3 separate regions of the Mus musculus genome follow, and all the other regions are linked to region 3. Evidence: chromatin contacts called from public HiChIP or PLAC-seq and promoter capture Hi-C data. All regions are on one chromosome and are shown on one strand. The core of a region is the stretch at or near the end of the contact, and the rest is flanking DNA. Distances in the headings are between cores, read along the strand shown.

Region 1 (4,525 bases), core at 476-2,975, 110 kb before region 3:
AGAGAGAGAGAGAGAGAGAGAGAGAGAGAGAGAAGGAAGGAGGGAGAGGGAGGGGGAGAGAGGGAGAGAAGGAGAGGGAGGGAGGGAGAGGGAGGGAGAGAGAGAGAGGGAGAGAGGAAGAGGGAGGGAGAGAGACAGAGAGACAGAGAGAGAGAGACAGAGAGACAGAGAGAGAGAGCAGAGGAACAGGGCAGTAGGAGTTCTTTAGAATGTAGACTAGCAGTGGAGAAAGCAACCCTAAGATGGGAGAAAATGACCCTGCACCCTCATCTCTCACACTCAGACAGGATGCTCTGTGGCTGAAAGCTTGGTGGAGGAGGACATGAAAATATTCCACCAGCAAGAGGCAGCCCTGACCTTGATTTTTCAGGACAGGACAGATGGTGACATTTAGAGAAAGAGAAGCAGCTTCATCCTGGGGAGCTACCCACAGCCTGGGCTGTGTGAGGGCCTGAGGAATCTAGCCTTGGGGGCCTCAGACCCCTTCCTCTGCAGTCTCCCTCCCTGAAGCAGGGTCCACTCCCCTCCAATGGGCTTTCTAGGAAGGAGCCTCCCTGTGCCGTGGGGACGAAAACTCTTGGAAGTTAAAGAAAGGTAAAGACAACAGGGGAGCGATGGGTGTTGCTGCTAATACTGAGGGTCATTTTAGATCTTTTGTTTAGTTTTTGTGATGCTGGGGATAGAGCCAGTCCCCGAGACCCCTGAGGCCCATGGAAACATCCACAGAAGCCAGTCTTTGTCTGCCCCACCTGCGTTACCTTTCTTCTCCCTGGAAACAAGAGCCAAGCTTCTGCCTGATCTCTCCTTTCTCCTCTGCCTCCTGAGCAGCCTGGCATTCCTTGTCATGCCGCTCCCCCCCCCATGGCTGTGACACACCCCCTCCTCTGGGGGACTGTAATACACTGTCTTTCCAGAGGAAGCTCATCCCCTGACCTCACTACCCCGAGTCATTAGAAAACTACATTTTAAAACACATTTCCCACTGCCTGTAAACCTAGACATTAATTGTCCTGGCTTCTTTTTTTTTTTTTTTTTTACACTTTGAGTGCAGCGTTGTCTCAGGGAGCTCGGCAGGCCACAGTCTACATAGGACACAGATCATACACCCAGCCTTTGAGGATGGCACGCTCAGTCTCCAGGTTCCTTCTCATCTGCTGGGCTCAGTCTGGGGCCCCTGGTGGTAGGTGCACACAGAGGCAGCCTTAAAAGGTAGGCAGCCTAGGGTGGGGATGTAGATCAGTAGGTAGATAAAAAGTGTGCACAAAGACTTGGATTCCATTCCCAGCACTATATAATTATGATTGCTCATGCCTGTAATCCCAGCACTCGAGAGACAAAATAGCGAGATCAAGACTTCAAGGTATCCTTGGCTACAGAGTGAGTTTGAGCCTACAGGAGACCCTGACTCAACAAACCAACACTGACAGCCCATTCCAATCCCCTGCCTGCTACCCTGGGCCCAGGCAGTGCATGCCAGCCTGCCTCTGCCTATTGTCTAAGAGCTGCACAAATGTAGGACTCTCTCCTCACCTGTGATTGAGCTTGGCACCCATTCCCAGTCAGCTCTTCTCACGGTTCCTAGTTTGTATAGTCTCTGCTTCCTAGCACACTCAGCCTCAGCCTGCCCATGGCACTGCACGCCATGAGGACAGGAGCCAGGAACCCCCAAGAACAGGGCCGCTCCATCCTCCAGGGCTGCATTTCTGTCAGGATTTCTCTGTGACTGGGAACCGGAGCGGCACTGGGTTTGTAGCCACTTGCCGTTGCTATAGCAACCCCTGACTTACACCAGCTACACACTAAAAATAGATCATCTTGCCCCTAATATAGAAAAATGAAGGAAAATGAGAGCAGGCAGGACCCTTCCCATCCAGTTATGCGCTGATGCAGCGGCTGGGTCTCTGTATGCGCGCACCCACTCAAGAGTAGAAAGAACAGGATGGAGGGGACACACTAGAGTGTCCTCAGAACTGCTGTGGCCTGGCTCTTCCCCATGTAGAGGCCTCAGCTGTCCTTTGTTCTGAACTAAAGCATTCAATAGTAAAGCACAGTTTACCCAAGGCGGGTTGTATGTTCCAGACAGCCTCTTCATGTACCCCAGGCTAGCCCTACCCTCACATCCATCTCCTGAGTTCTAGTCTTGCTGACGGGCACCCTCCACCTGGCCTGTTCAGCTTTTCAGTCTTACTTCTTCTGTGGGTTGTGTTTTTTGGAAGGTAGGGCTGCTGTCGTTTGCAGAACAGACAGCGTGAGAGCTCCTAGCGACAGCATCTGAAGTACTGAATTGCTTGGGAACGCTGTGACACAAGTGTTCCCCAGGAGTGAGCCTGGGGAAGGAGAACCTTCAGGTACTTGAAGGACCACCCATCCTCCTGGGGAGGAAGTACTGTGGGAAGACAGACCTCACCACTCTAGGACCAGCTCCTCCCTGGGATAGCAATGGCTCTCGATGCATTCGATCACGTTGTCCGAATCATGAAAGTTCAAAAACATTTCAAAATGCTTGAAGATTGTTCTGGAAGGGGTTGTGCAGGAAAGAATTGGGACCTGTCCCTACGGAGTCCGAATTGTGGCTGTCTGCCTGTCGTATCTGAGACTTGTTGATGGCATTTCCTGTGGTGGAATGAGTCTGTGTCCCCCTGAACAGCTGTCTGCACACAGTGGGTGCACTGTAGCCTTCCTTGTTCTTGGGAGCTGTTTTGTTTGTTTGTTTGTTTGTTTGTTTGTTTTTAAGGTGATGGGAGATGTGTGTGGGGCTTCTCAGAGCCCCTGGCTCTGCCATGGGGCTGAAGTGGTAGTGGACATTTGTGAATATGTAGAGCTATGCTTGGAATGTGGTGACTTGCATGTTAAGACGAGGACCTCTGCCCATAAGCCAGGGACAGCCAGGAGGGGCTGGGGGGCTTGGATTTGGGCCTTTGTGGGAAAGCCCACTGCCAGGAACCAGTGGGGAGACACCCTCCGCTTCTCCCATCCCCCATCTCTTCCTCCTCCTCCTCCTCTTCCTCTCTCCTTTCTCTCCTTCCTCCTCCTCTTCCTTTTCCTTCCTCTCTGTATCCCCCACCTTTATCCTCTTCTCCCTCTTCTCTCCTCTCTTCTCCTCCTTTTCTTCTTCATTCTCTTTCTTCCTCTTCTTTCCCCTCCTGTCCTTCCCCCCTTCCCTCTCCCTTCTCCTCTAACTTCCTTTTTGTGACCAACAGATAAAACTTTTTTTTCATCATCTGGAGCTGCACAGCTTGAGAGAATTAAGCACATGCTCATTATGATGCCAGCTCGCCCCCCACCCCCCATCCCTCTTCCACTCTCAGAATTCATCTTCCCAAACTGCCTTTATCACACAATGATCCTTCCCATCTCTGGCACCCCTCAGTCTACTGTCTCTATGAATCTGATCATTCTGGGGCCCTCACAGAATGAAATTGAGCCGTGTGTTTCTCTCCATCTCTTCTGTCCGATGCCCTTAGGTCCTTGTGGGCCACAGTACATATCTGTGCTGTGTCAGGTCTTCCTGAGCTGTGCTGGGTTTCTCCCATGCTTTTGGAGGCTCCCCCATGCTCTCATACCTTCCACACACCCTTGAAAGGCTGCGTAATATTTTGCCATTTGGAGACCCCTTTTGTACATTCAGTCATGTGTCACAGAATATCTGAGCTGTGTCCCCTGTGACACCAGCCTCCCTCCAGATGTGATGAAGCAGCTGTTGTCCCTGTCCTCTCAGCCTGGGACTGGGCACAGAGCAGCCAGCTCACTTCCTTGCAGTGAGGGCATTAGGTCTCTGCTAATGGTGGGCACCACATCCCCACACAGCCTCGCTCAGCGCCCCCTGGTGGATCTAAGCCAGGGGTGCTGCACTCCTGCCAGCCAGAGACACCACAGCCCACAGGACTCACTGCATACTTAAGTACCTGACCTCAGACAGCCCAACTGAAGGTTCTGGGGCACAGATGGACATAACACCCCCTACAGTCTGGTGTGGAAAGCCGATGTCCAAGCTGCTCTGCTTTGCAGTCCCATGCAACCCTCTGTCACACTGTCTCCTTCAAGACCCTAGCACCTAAGTGTGAGTCAGTAAGCCAGGCACACACCCAAGCTCATGCAGGCTCTACAGTACAGGGGACATCATAGAAAAGGTCCTTAGAGAAAAGGAGCCCAGGACAGTTCCCAGGAAGGAAGATGTGCAACTCACAGGCACCATCGGGCAAGGACCAACCCCAATCACCAAGGGCCTGCAAGCTTCCCAGTCCACAGGTTCTAAGCAGCTGGCCCACAGGTGCTGTAAGGGACAGCAGGGTCAAGCAGCCATCAGAGCCCTGGGTCAGTCTGTAGTTCAGAGAAGTGCATCTTGTAGTTTCCAGAAGTGAAACAAACAGGAACGATCTAACATCAGATTGAGTTCAGGTGAGCAAATGTAACTCGAGTCATAAAGACTGACTCCAGCTAGGGAACGGGCTCAGTTAGGAGGCTGCTAACTGTGCAAGTGTGAGGACTCAAGTTCAATCCCCATCCCCAGTTTAAAGAGCTGGGA
Region 2 (4,499 bases), core at 403-2,902, 67 kb before region 3:
CTGTACCCTCTAACCCTGATAGGAGCTACTGTAGGATCGATCCCCCTTGGATTGTCCATCGTAACTGAGTAGCCCTGCCTACGTTTAGGACATTGGTGTGATACAGAGATGGGGTGCTCCCTGCAGCTTACTATGGCAATCTTCCAACTGTCTCACTGCTGTGGGACGAAACGAGAATGGCTGTCTGCCCTGTCTTGGGCTGGTATTGCCTGCTTCTGCCTCGGACCTTAACTGTGAGTTTCTTGCATAAGAACCTGCCATGGTCATGGGAAACTTTACATTCATATTTATTGCTATATTGTTCACCATAGCAAAGAAATGGAACCAACCTAGGTATCCACCAACAGATGAAAGGATAAGAGAAATGTGGTGGAAATATATGTGGTGGAATTTTTTCCAGCCATGAAGAAAAACAAAATCACTATATTTGCAGGAAGATGGATTGAATGGAAAATTATACGCTAATGAATAAGCCAGACTCAGAAAAAACAAATAGACTCTACTGTGCAGACCCTGGGGTTTAATAGTGTGTGTGTGTCTGTGTGTGTGTGTCTGTGTGTTTGTATGTGTCTGTCTGTGTGTTTGTATGTGCCTGTGTGTGCATGTGAGTGTGTGTATTTATATGTGTGTGTATTTGTCAGTGTGTCTGTCTGTCTGTGTATGTATCTATGTGTATCTGTGAGCGTGTCTGTGTTTGTGAATGTGTATTGGGGTGTGTGTGCACATGTGTTTGTGAGTGTGTGTGTGTCTGTGTGAGTGTGAGTCTGTGTGTGTGGGGGGGTGGTATGTGGGACATGAAACAATCAGGAAAGGGGAAAATGGATGTTGGAGAGGGAGGAAATTGAGGACCAACAGGAGGCAGAGCCTGGGGAGTTGGGGAGAAGCCCAACCAAAAATATGTATGAAAATACCAAAATGAAGCACATCACTTTGTACACTAACTTTTTTTAATTATAAGAGAGAAAGAAGAAAGGGGTGGAGGGAAGATGGGAGAGAATGGAAAAGGAGGGGAAGGGGAAGGGGAAGAGAGAAGGGGAGGGAAGAAGGGGAAGGAGAGAAGGAGAAGGAGGAGGAGGAGGAGGAGGAGGAGGAGGAGGAGGAGGAGGAGGAGAAGGAGAAGGAGAAGGAGAAGGAGAAGGAGAAGGAGAAGGAGAAGGAGAAGGAGAAGGAGAAGGAGGAGAAAGGAGAAGGAGAAGGAGAAGGAGAAGGAGGGGAGGGAGGCTCACAAGCCCAACCAGGGTGGAAGCCAGATGGCAGGGTTACTAAAGGAGTGAGATAGCAAAGCACTGGCCGGGCAGAGAATGTGAGTTGTTGTCTTGCCAGGCTTGCTGTGGAGAGAAGTGAGGGATGCAGGAGGGAGGAGAGGAAGGAGGATGCAGCAATGTGAGTGGTTGGGCCTGTTAGTGAGCTGCAGAAATGTTTATGGTCCTGTACCTAGGACCCCTTACCCCGTGCTTCTGCTGGATGGAGACAGAGCTAGCCTCAGGCTGTGACAAGGACCCAGTAAGATGACTGCACAATCACTCATGAAGGGTTAGCTGCTAGCAAATGTGGAAGCCAGGCTGTGAACCACGGCAACTGGGCTCCACGGCTCTGATCTCTGCCTAATATTCCACTCTCTGAAGACAAATGCTGGGATCCTGCCTCTCCACCCCATGGTGACTCATTCTTAGTTCATAAGCCTAATTCCAGGCTTGGGCCACCCTGTCCCCTGAGAATATCTGGCCTAGCACTTCTTTTTATGACGTTTGACTGGTACCTGCTTATCCTCTCATCTCTTCCCTGTGTTAGCCCATGCTAGAGCCACAGCCCAGCAAAGCCTGAGGGATTTCCATGTGACTTTTTTTCAGAAGTTTACTAATCCCTGGCAAGTCTGTGTCAGAGCTTCCCTTTATACTGGTGTGCAGTTAACTGTGAGCAAGTCCAGTGAGCAGAATGAACCTGGTTCCCAGAAAGACAGGAGACAAGTAGGAGAGCTTTGTGAGAGACCAGGCCCAGCACCGAGTGCAGTGGGCTTGGCCACTGGTCCTGCATCTCAGGAGACCTGGGAGCCTGGCTGCACACGGTGTTGGGGAGCCAAGAGATAGTCTGTGTGATTGGATTTGATGCATGGAGCTCTTCTCCCCTCAGAGGATTAATAAAAGTATGCAAATCACTTCAAAAATGATGGACGGGGCTGGGTGACAAGGTTAGGGAAGATGGCGGCGACTGCTTGTCCCTGGGTAAGAATGGGCTGCATTTGAAGGCAGGGACACAGAGGTCATCATGAACTTGTCACTATCTTCTCTGCATGGTTTTTACAGAAATGTTACTGTTTAAATGTAGAATGTCACTGGGGGTCCTCTGTGGAAAAAGACTTGGCCCACAGAATAGTGTTGTCATTAGGTAGTGCTGCCTTTAAGAGATGGGGCCCTGTGGGACGGTCTTTAGGTCAGTAAGAGCATAAAGAAGAGGGGCCCAGCCTCCTGTCTTCTCCCCATGACATGTAATGTGAGCAAATGATGTGACTCACCACATGCTCCTGTCACAAAAAGCTGCCTTTCCAGGGACTCAAGCAATGACATGGGACCCTCCCAAGCTGTGAGCCAAAACAGTTATAAGGTAATCATCTCAGGGTTTTTGTTTTTGTTTGTTTTTTTTTTTTTTTTTGGTTTTTGGTTTTTGTAGCGATAGAAAGTCAGGCAACACAAGTGCATGTGCTACGTTTGCCTCTAGTGAAAGGATTCCTTTAGGGGCAGGGGATATGATTCAGAGGGTAAAGGACAAGAGTGGGATCCCCAGAACCCACATAGATGTGCTACATAGGTGTGGGGACCCCCACATAATTCCAGCACACAGAAGGCAGAGGTGGGATCCCCCAGGCTAAGCTGGCTAACTAGGCTACTTGTGTGGGCAAGCTTTGAGTTCAGTTGGTAGACCCTGCCTCAAAGAACATGGGAAACAAACGAAGAAGACTCTGGATATCAGCCTTGGGTCTCTACACATGCACACACATGTCCATGCACCTACACACATCTGAATGCGCATGCATGCCATATACACCGGCATGTGCAACAGAAGTTAAAGTAATTTTCTAAAAAGATTTCATTAGCAACAGACTGTAGGGTGGAGTTCATGAAGGAAATGAAGGAAGGAACCAGGAAAGAGAGCAGCAGCCATGAGACAGCCGTGGCTGCGCTGAGGCTGCCTGCACCGAGGCTGCCTGCACGGAGGCTGCAGGGTCCACAGCTTCTGCAGGAAAGCACTAATCTCAAAATCATTGTGTGATAACGTTGGCTGAGCTGGGTGAGTCCGTTATATGTCTCGTGGGGGAGGGGTGAATGCTGCAGGTCTGGGGCCTGAAAGGGCGAGTAGTGCTACCATTCAGTTATCTAGGACAGTACAGTAGGTGAAAGGTAAGCTCTACTAGGTGCTGTTGAGTGATGTTTTTTTTTTCCTGAAGAGATATTAACAAGCATTTCTTCACCACAGACAGCAACAATCAAAGACCAAAGAAACCACTACACCCACGTCTAGCTGAGTAAACTATTGAGTTTATTGAGGGTACTCATAGAAGCATGGGTGACTCAAGGCAGTCACATCACTGGAAGGTCACTGGGCACAAGAATGACTCAAGAAAGCTGCACTCTGGACAGGCAGCTAAAGGAGAAGCAATTTTACCTCTTTACCTTAGGAGCTGGTCCTGTGAGTCTTGTAACTTTCAGGAGCTTCTTAAGTCTTGTAGGTTCTCCTAGCTTCCAGAGCCTCCCTTCTCTCTCTAGAACAGAATGTTTCACGGGTGATGGGGGGGAGGATGGTTTGGTTATTATTATCATTATTGTTATCATTATCATTATTCATTTGGAGCATCCGAGATATCCGGTGCTAACATCTTTAAGTCTGAAGTTGGGGGAACCAGAAGTTTTTACCTCAGATTAAATCAAAGGGATCAAGGCTCAGAATATCAGGTATGGCTAAGAGAACATTTCAATTCTAAGAAGGGGGGCTGCTTTGCCAACATATTTGTGTGAAAATGCACCGGGTTGGAGTTGAGAGCTGGGACTGAACATGAAATGGTGGGAAAATGGCTACTGCGAGCTCAGGCACCACTCGTGCACCGTGGACTGGACGGACTGCTTGCCTCAATTTGCATCTAGATGAGAATTCCTTCAGCTCAGGATCAGGCCTTTGCCTCACTCCCAGCACTTAGCAAAGCATTAACAGAAGCTGATGAGTTGTCGTTGGTACAACAGCGACACAAACCATAACACCAGCATTAATAGTGTTGCCTTAACGATGTTGTGGAAATGAGCCATGGCGGTGATGGAAAAGTTTGGGACAAGCCTTCTCTGCAGTCCCCTGAGCAATCGGGCATGCCTGGTTAATGAGTGGCCACCCACTCCCCTCTCCCTAGCTACAAGAGACAGCCCTGTAACCCACATTTTCCTCTTTCTGCTGCTTGGCAGGGGACCCTCACATCGCCATGTGAGATCCTCAAGACTGTGCGGCCTCGCTTAGGC
Region 3 (4,206 bases), core at 1,439-3,938:
AAAGCTTTGCCGTGACTATTCTAAACTAATGAACCGCTTGTTATGGTGTAAAAGCAGTGAGAATACTGTAAAGCTGGGGTGGTCCAAAGGTTTTCTGATTTTTCTTGAAAGCCTCCTAATGACTCTAATGGCTTTTCCCGCAGCCTCTTCGATGCTGTATACTCGTTGATCAAAAATAAAATCCACAGATTGCCAGTTATTGACCCTATCAGTGGGAACGCACTTTATATACTTACCCACAAAAGAATCCTCAAGTTCCTCCAGCTTTTTGTAAGTAGCCCCTAAAGATGCAGTTACGTTGACTGTCACTTACATCAAGTAAACGGGCTCCTGGTGCTCTCGGTAGAGGAAGCCGTTAGTCCCAAGGTCTCCGTCTCGCAACAGTTCAGCTTCTCAACTCACTACTGTGTGCACGGTGTGTTCTCCAAGCTGACACCAACTCAAATGCTTTCCGTCCTAAATCTTTTAGTCCTAGTATTAAAATAATAAAACCAGGGCATGCCCCCTGAGGACGGGCGATGTGTCAGGCTCGTGCAGGGGGTGGGGAGAGTAAGCAGTTTGTACCTCAGTCTCACTGAGGCCCATGGCATGCATGGAGGGAGCCAGGCTTTAGGGCAGAAGTCGCTTGTGGTGTGTTTATTGAGGTCATGGTTTTAGAAACATGAGCAGAAAAACACCATCCCTGGGGTTACCTCATTCTCAGCTGCAGCGGCCAGAGACTCCCAAGGCAGAACAGATGTGAGCAAGAGATACACCGTAGTGGACTTCTGTGGTTTGTGTTCCCGTGGCCTGTAGTATTAGAGGAGGCTCCAGGGGAGCGGGAATGTGGTCATTAGCCAGGAGGCACAGCAGAGGTGTTGATGGCTCAGAAAGGCCATTTGAAGTGATCTTTCTAAAGGGAACACTTGAAAGCGTCTTCCAAGGAGCTTTTCCAGGGTCCTGTCTGCAGTTCCCCATCAGGAACCAACTAAGCATACAAGTCTCCAGGAGGGCCCACGTTGATCTTCTGGAGGCAGCCTTGCAGAGCCAGGGGTTTACAGAGGTGTCAAGGGTTGAGTGATTGAGACGTGTGCGGGTGGTCCAGCTGATCGCATAGTTTAACTGAGCATCCAGAGACAAATCGCATTTCCTGATTAAATTGGGAGAAGAATAATTTGCTGAAATGCCCGTGGCATTTACTAGGCAACTAAAGAAGAGCGAGCAAGGAGTATTGTCCGTCAGTTGGTAATGGGGAGTGTAGAAGCGTTCTTTATTGAGACATCTCAGGAACCAAGGGTTTAGGCAGAGGGGCAGGTGCTCAAGGCCCACGGTTGCTAGGCTGGTGGCTCAGCCTCTGGAGCCCATGTGTGACAGCTGGCCACTGGCAGGCACTGTGCTGGGGGCTTTGCATGAGGTGTCCTTACGCAACGAAGTCCCCTGGTGCTGTTAGCACTTATTCATGGTGTCACTCATCTAATCTGAAGAGAAGGAAGTTGCCTTAATTTGGGCAAATATGGCAGGTAGAAACTTGCAGCCAGAATATTCAGCCAGGAGTTCTCAGATAGAAAAAAAAATACATATTTTTAAATAAACAAACACGATGGCCTGATTTTTACTGGACCAGGATCGTTCTGGGGAAGGGTAGTGATACCCTCCCCAGCATGCAAAAGGCAGGCAGTGAAGCGGGGATTTCTGTGGTGAGATGGATTAGGTGACCTAATAGGTCTCTCTCTCTCTCTTTTTTTTTCTCTAAATTTCTAGGAGTCTCATGATTTGAATATTGATGAACTCTTTGACTTGAACATTTTGTTTCTTCTAATTGTTCATCTTTTCCTGATAATTATAAGGTACACCAGGAAGATGGCATCAACTCTGCCCTTTATAAAAGGTGGATCTTTGAAACCATAGACATTTTTCTGTTGTAGTCCAGCCTGATCCTAGACTTTCTGCAGTTTACCCCTCCTCCTCTGAGGTAGTAAGAAAAGGGAAGTGCATTTTCAAAGGTCTGTCTGCTTTGTTCAGCCGGCCTGTTCTTTGTTAATAGTGAGAAATTGGGTCCATCCGGGAAGCGTGCGGTCATTGGAGGTGGGAACAAGGAGCAGCTTAGTCGTAGCCAGTCAGGCCTAGGATCTGCAAACACACAGGGCTTCCTGTCGCTTCAGATCCCAGGGCTGAATAGAAATCACCTAAGAATAAAGGGGTCACTCAGTGCTGGCTTTCAGGTCTTAGTTTCCCAGACAAACCTGTCGATCTCATCTTCCTACGGTTTTGGTTCAAAGAGAAGGGAAACTGAATATCTAGAATCGCTTCTTATACAAAGACAACGTGTGGTTAGCTGGTTTGAGAGAGACAGTTCTGATGGATAACACTTTCATGACAATGAGACACCAAGCTAACTGTTAGGAAAGACTTGCCTTTAATTTGTTGAACATAGTTCTTCATTCAGATCTGGATGTATGCACACTGAGAGGTCATGCTAGGGTTCTAGAACATTCTCACGTCTCTTCTTGCTCAGATGTCTGACATGCCAAAGCCTGCCTTCATGAAGCAGAACCTGGATGAGCTTGGAATCGGAACGTACCACAATATTGCCTTCATTCACCCAGACACTCCCATCATCAAAGCCTTGAACATCTTCGTGGAGAGACGGATATCCGCATTGCCTGTGGTGGATGAGTCAGGTCTGTGAGGCCACGCCTGCTCCTGGGCCTGGATGAGTGGGAAGTGAGCGAGCAGACAGCGGAGGAGGAGCGAGTGCTGGGCTGCGGCTCAGTAGTCATCAGTCAGGAAAATAACTTTAAGCAGGCTCCGTTTTCAGTTTACATCAAAATACCCTCTCCTGCTTACTTCTAAACAAGCCCGTTTGTTTTACTGAACACTGTTATCCACAGTAGTTACCTAGTTAAGACTGAGATAGATTAGATAGATAGATAGATAGATAGATAGATAGATAGATAGATAGATAGATAGGTAGCTAGGTAGATAGGTAGATAGGTAAGTAGATAGGTAGATAGGTAGATAGATAGATTTTTTTTCATTACTGTTCCTAAAATGTTTTTCTAACATATGTTTTCATTTTTAGGAAAAGTTGTAGATATTTATTCCAAGTTTGATGTAATTGTAAGTATTTTTTTCATGTTTTTAAGCCTGTCATTCAGAATGCATTTTAAAACAAATGAAAACTTAAAATACATTAAGTTGTTTATTCCATGATGTAATAATTCCTGACCTTTCCAGTGAAAGTCTTGGAGAATTTCAGTCTCCTCTCAGGGGAGCTATATCTGATAATATTGCTTTACCAGTGAGCCGTGTGTACATCTGTGATGGTCTTTACTCGGGCACTCTGATGGGAGCTCGTTGTCTCCGTCCCTACAGCCCGTGAGCCTTATTTGACCACATTTCTTTTGGGGTTGCTCTGCCGATGGGGGTGCTCAGTGAACACATGAGCTGGGCCCTCATCAGTGCAGATTCCTGCTCAGGTTGGGAGACACTGACCTAAGAAGACAGCCAGGAGACTAAGATCTAGGCCCTAGTCTCCCGCGGTTCTTAAAGCCAAGCACGTCGTGACTGCTGACCTGAGTCCCCTCACTGGTGCCTTTGCCTTTAACACTGGCTGCCCACTCATCTTTAAGATAGTTTTTGAGTTTCATACTGTGTCCAAGAAAGGGAAACTGGTTTGATAGCGGAAACGGACACACATTTTGCTACAGTTTTGACCCTGCCACTAATTATGGTTTTGCAGCTGTTTTTCGGTTCAACCAAAAATAATTTCATTAATCCAGAAATCTTTTCATTAGAACCTTGGATGAATGGACCCACTAAAATCGGTGGGGGTCATGGGAGACTCCGTGGATTTCTGGTCTTCTTGATGTTAACAAGTCCCATACTTCCCGAATAGCTCTGGGAACCCACTGGGAGACTCTGATGCAGGCGCCCTCCCTCTGAGGCATGTCAGCCTCGGCAGATGTCAGTCCATTTCTCAAGAGACACTGCTTATGTGGGGTGTAGAGCCTCCATGGACAAGAGTGGGAGGAGCCTGGCAGAAAATACTTGTTGCAGGAAATATTAAAAAAAATAGAACTGGCACGGTCCAGAGCTTGTGCCTCTGCTCCGGCGGCCTGACCCGCTATGCACTGGCAGGCAATGGCCGACCTGTTTTTATCTCATGGAGACTCTGACTCTGAACTCCACAATCTCTCCACCCAGCTTGCTAGGTTCCCACTGGCA

What was found. HiChIP or PLAC-seq counts read pairs in DNA pulled down with a chosen protein or histone mark. Capture Hi-C pulls out chosen DNA fragments and counts their contacts.
Region 1: a contact with region 3 is called in an H3K27ac HiChIP or PLAC-seq map of heart atrium, with 2.8 times the contacts expected there. The contact joins the promoter of 1500035N22Rik here to the enhancer-like site in region 3. A contact is called at or near these places in 2 of 39 promoter capture datasets (epiblast stem cells and liver), 1 of 484 Hi-C or Micro-C datasets (the G1E-ER4 cell line), 1 of 115 datasets of contacts at active chromatin or transcription factors (heart atrium) and 4 of 9 other capture datasets (adipose tissue, embryonic trunk, liver and 1 more).
Region 2: a contact with region 3 is called in a promoter capture Hi-C map of adipose tissue. The contact joins two enhancer-like sites. A contact is called at or near these places in 2 of 39 promoter capture datasets (embryonic stem cells and stem cell-derived epiblast-like cells), 1 of 484 Hi-C or Micro-C datasets (nephron progenitors), 1 of 115 datasets of contacts at active chromatin or transcription factors (embryonic stem cells) and 3 of 9 other capture datasets (adipose tissue, liver and pancreatic islet).

Annotation. Positions count from the first base shown.
Region 1 is chr5:24,983,042-24,987,566 of GRCm38.p6, reverse strand. 1500035N22Rik (RIKEN cDNA 1500035N22 gene) reads right to left here and starts at 1,725. Exons shown (of 2, transcript NR_166410.1): 1 at 1,531-1,725. All of the region lies in intron 3 of Prkag2 (protein kinase, AMP-activated, gamma 2 non-catalytic subunit), which reads left to right.
Region 2 is chr5:24,935,439-24,939,937 of GRCm38.p6, reverse strand. The region is part of intron 4 of Prkag2 (protein kinase, AMP-activated, gamma 2 non-catalytic subunit); the gene reads left to right. Among named protein-coding and RNA genes, the nearest start is that of Gm52767, 18 kb to the right of the region's middle. Within about 2 kb of position 1,652, at least 29 of the 459 cell types and tissues checked have an H3K27ac peak or open chromatin away from gene starts, as enhancers often do. A contact at or near this core is called in adipose tissue, where this site is marked.
Region 3 is chr5:24,869,948-24,874,153 of GRCm38.p6, reverse strand. Prkag2 (protein kinase, AMP-activated, gamma 2 non-catalytic subunit) reads left to right here. Exons shown (of 16, transcript NM_145401.2): 11 at 144-270; 12 at 2,495-2,660; 13 at 3,062-3,099. Among named protein-coding and RNA genes, the nearest start is that of Rheb, 30 kb to the right of the region's middle. Within about 2 kb of position 2,688, at least 69 of the 459 cell types and tissues checked have an H3K27ac peak or open chromatin away from gene starts, as enhancers often do. A contact at or near this core is called in the G1E-ER4 cell line and adipose tissue, where this site is marked.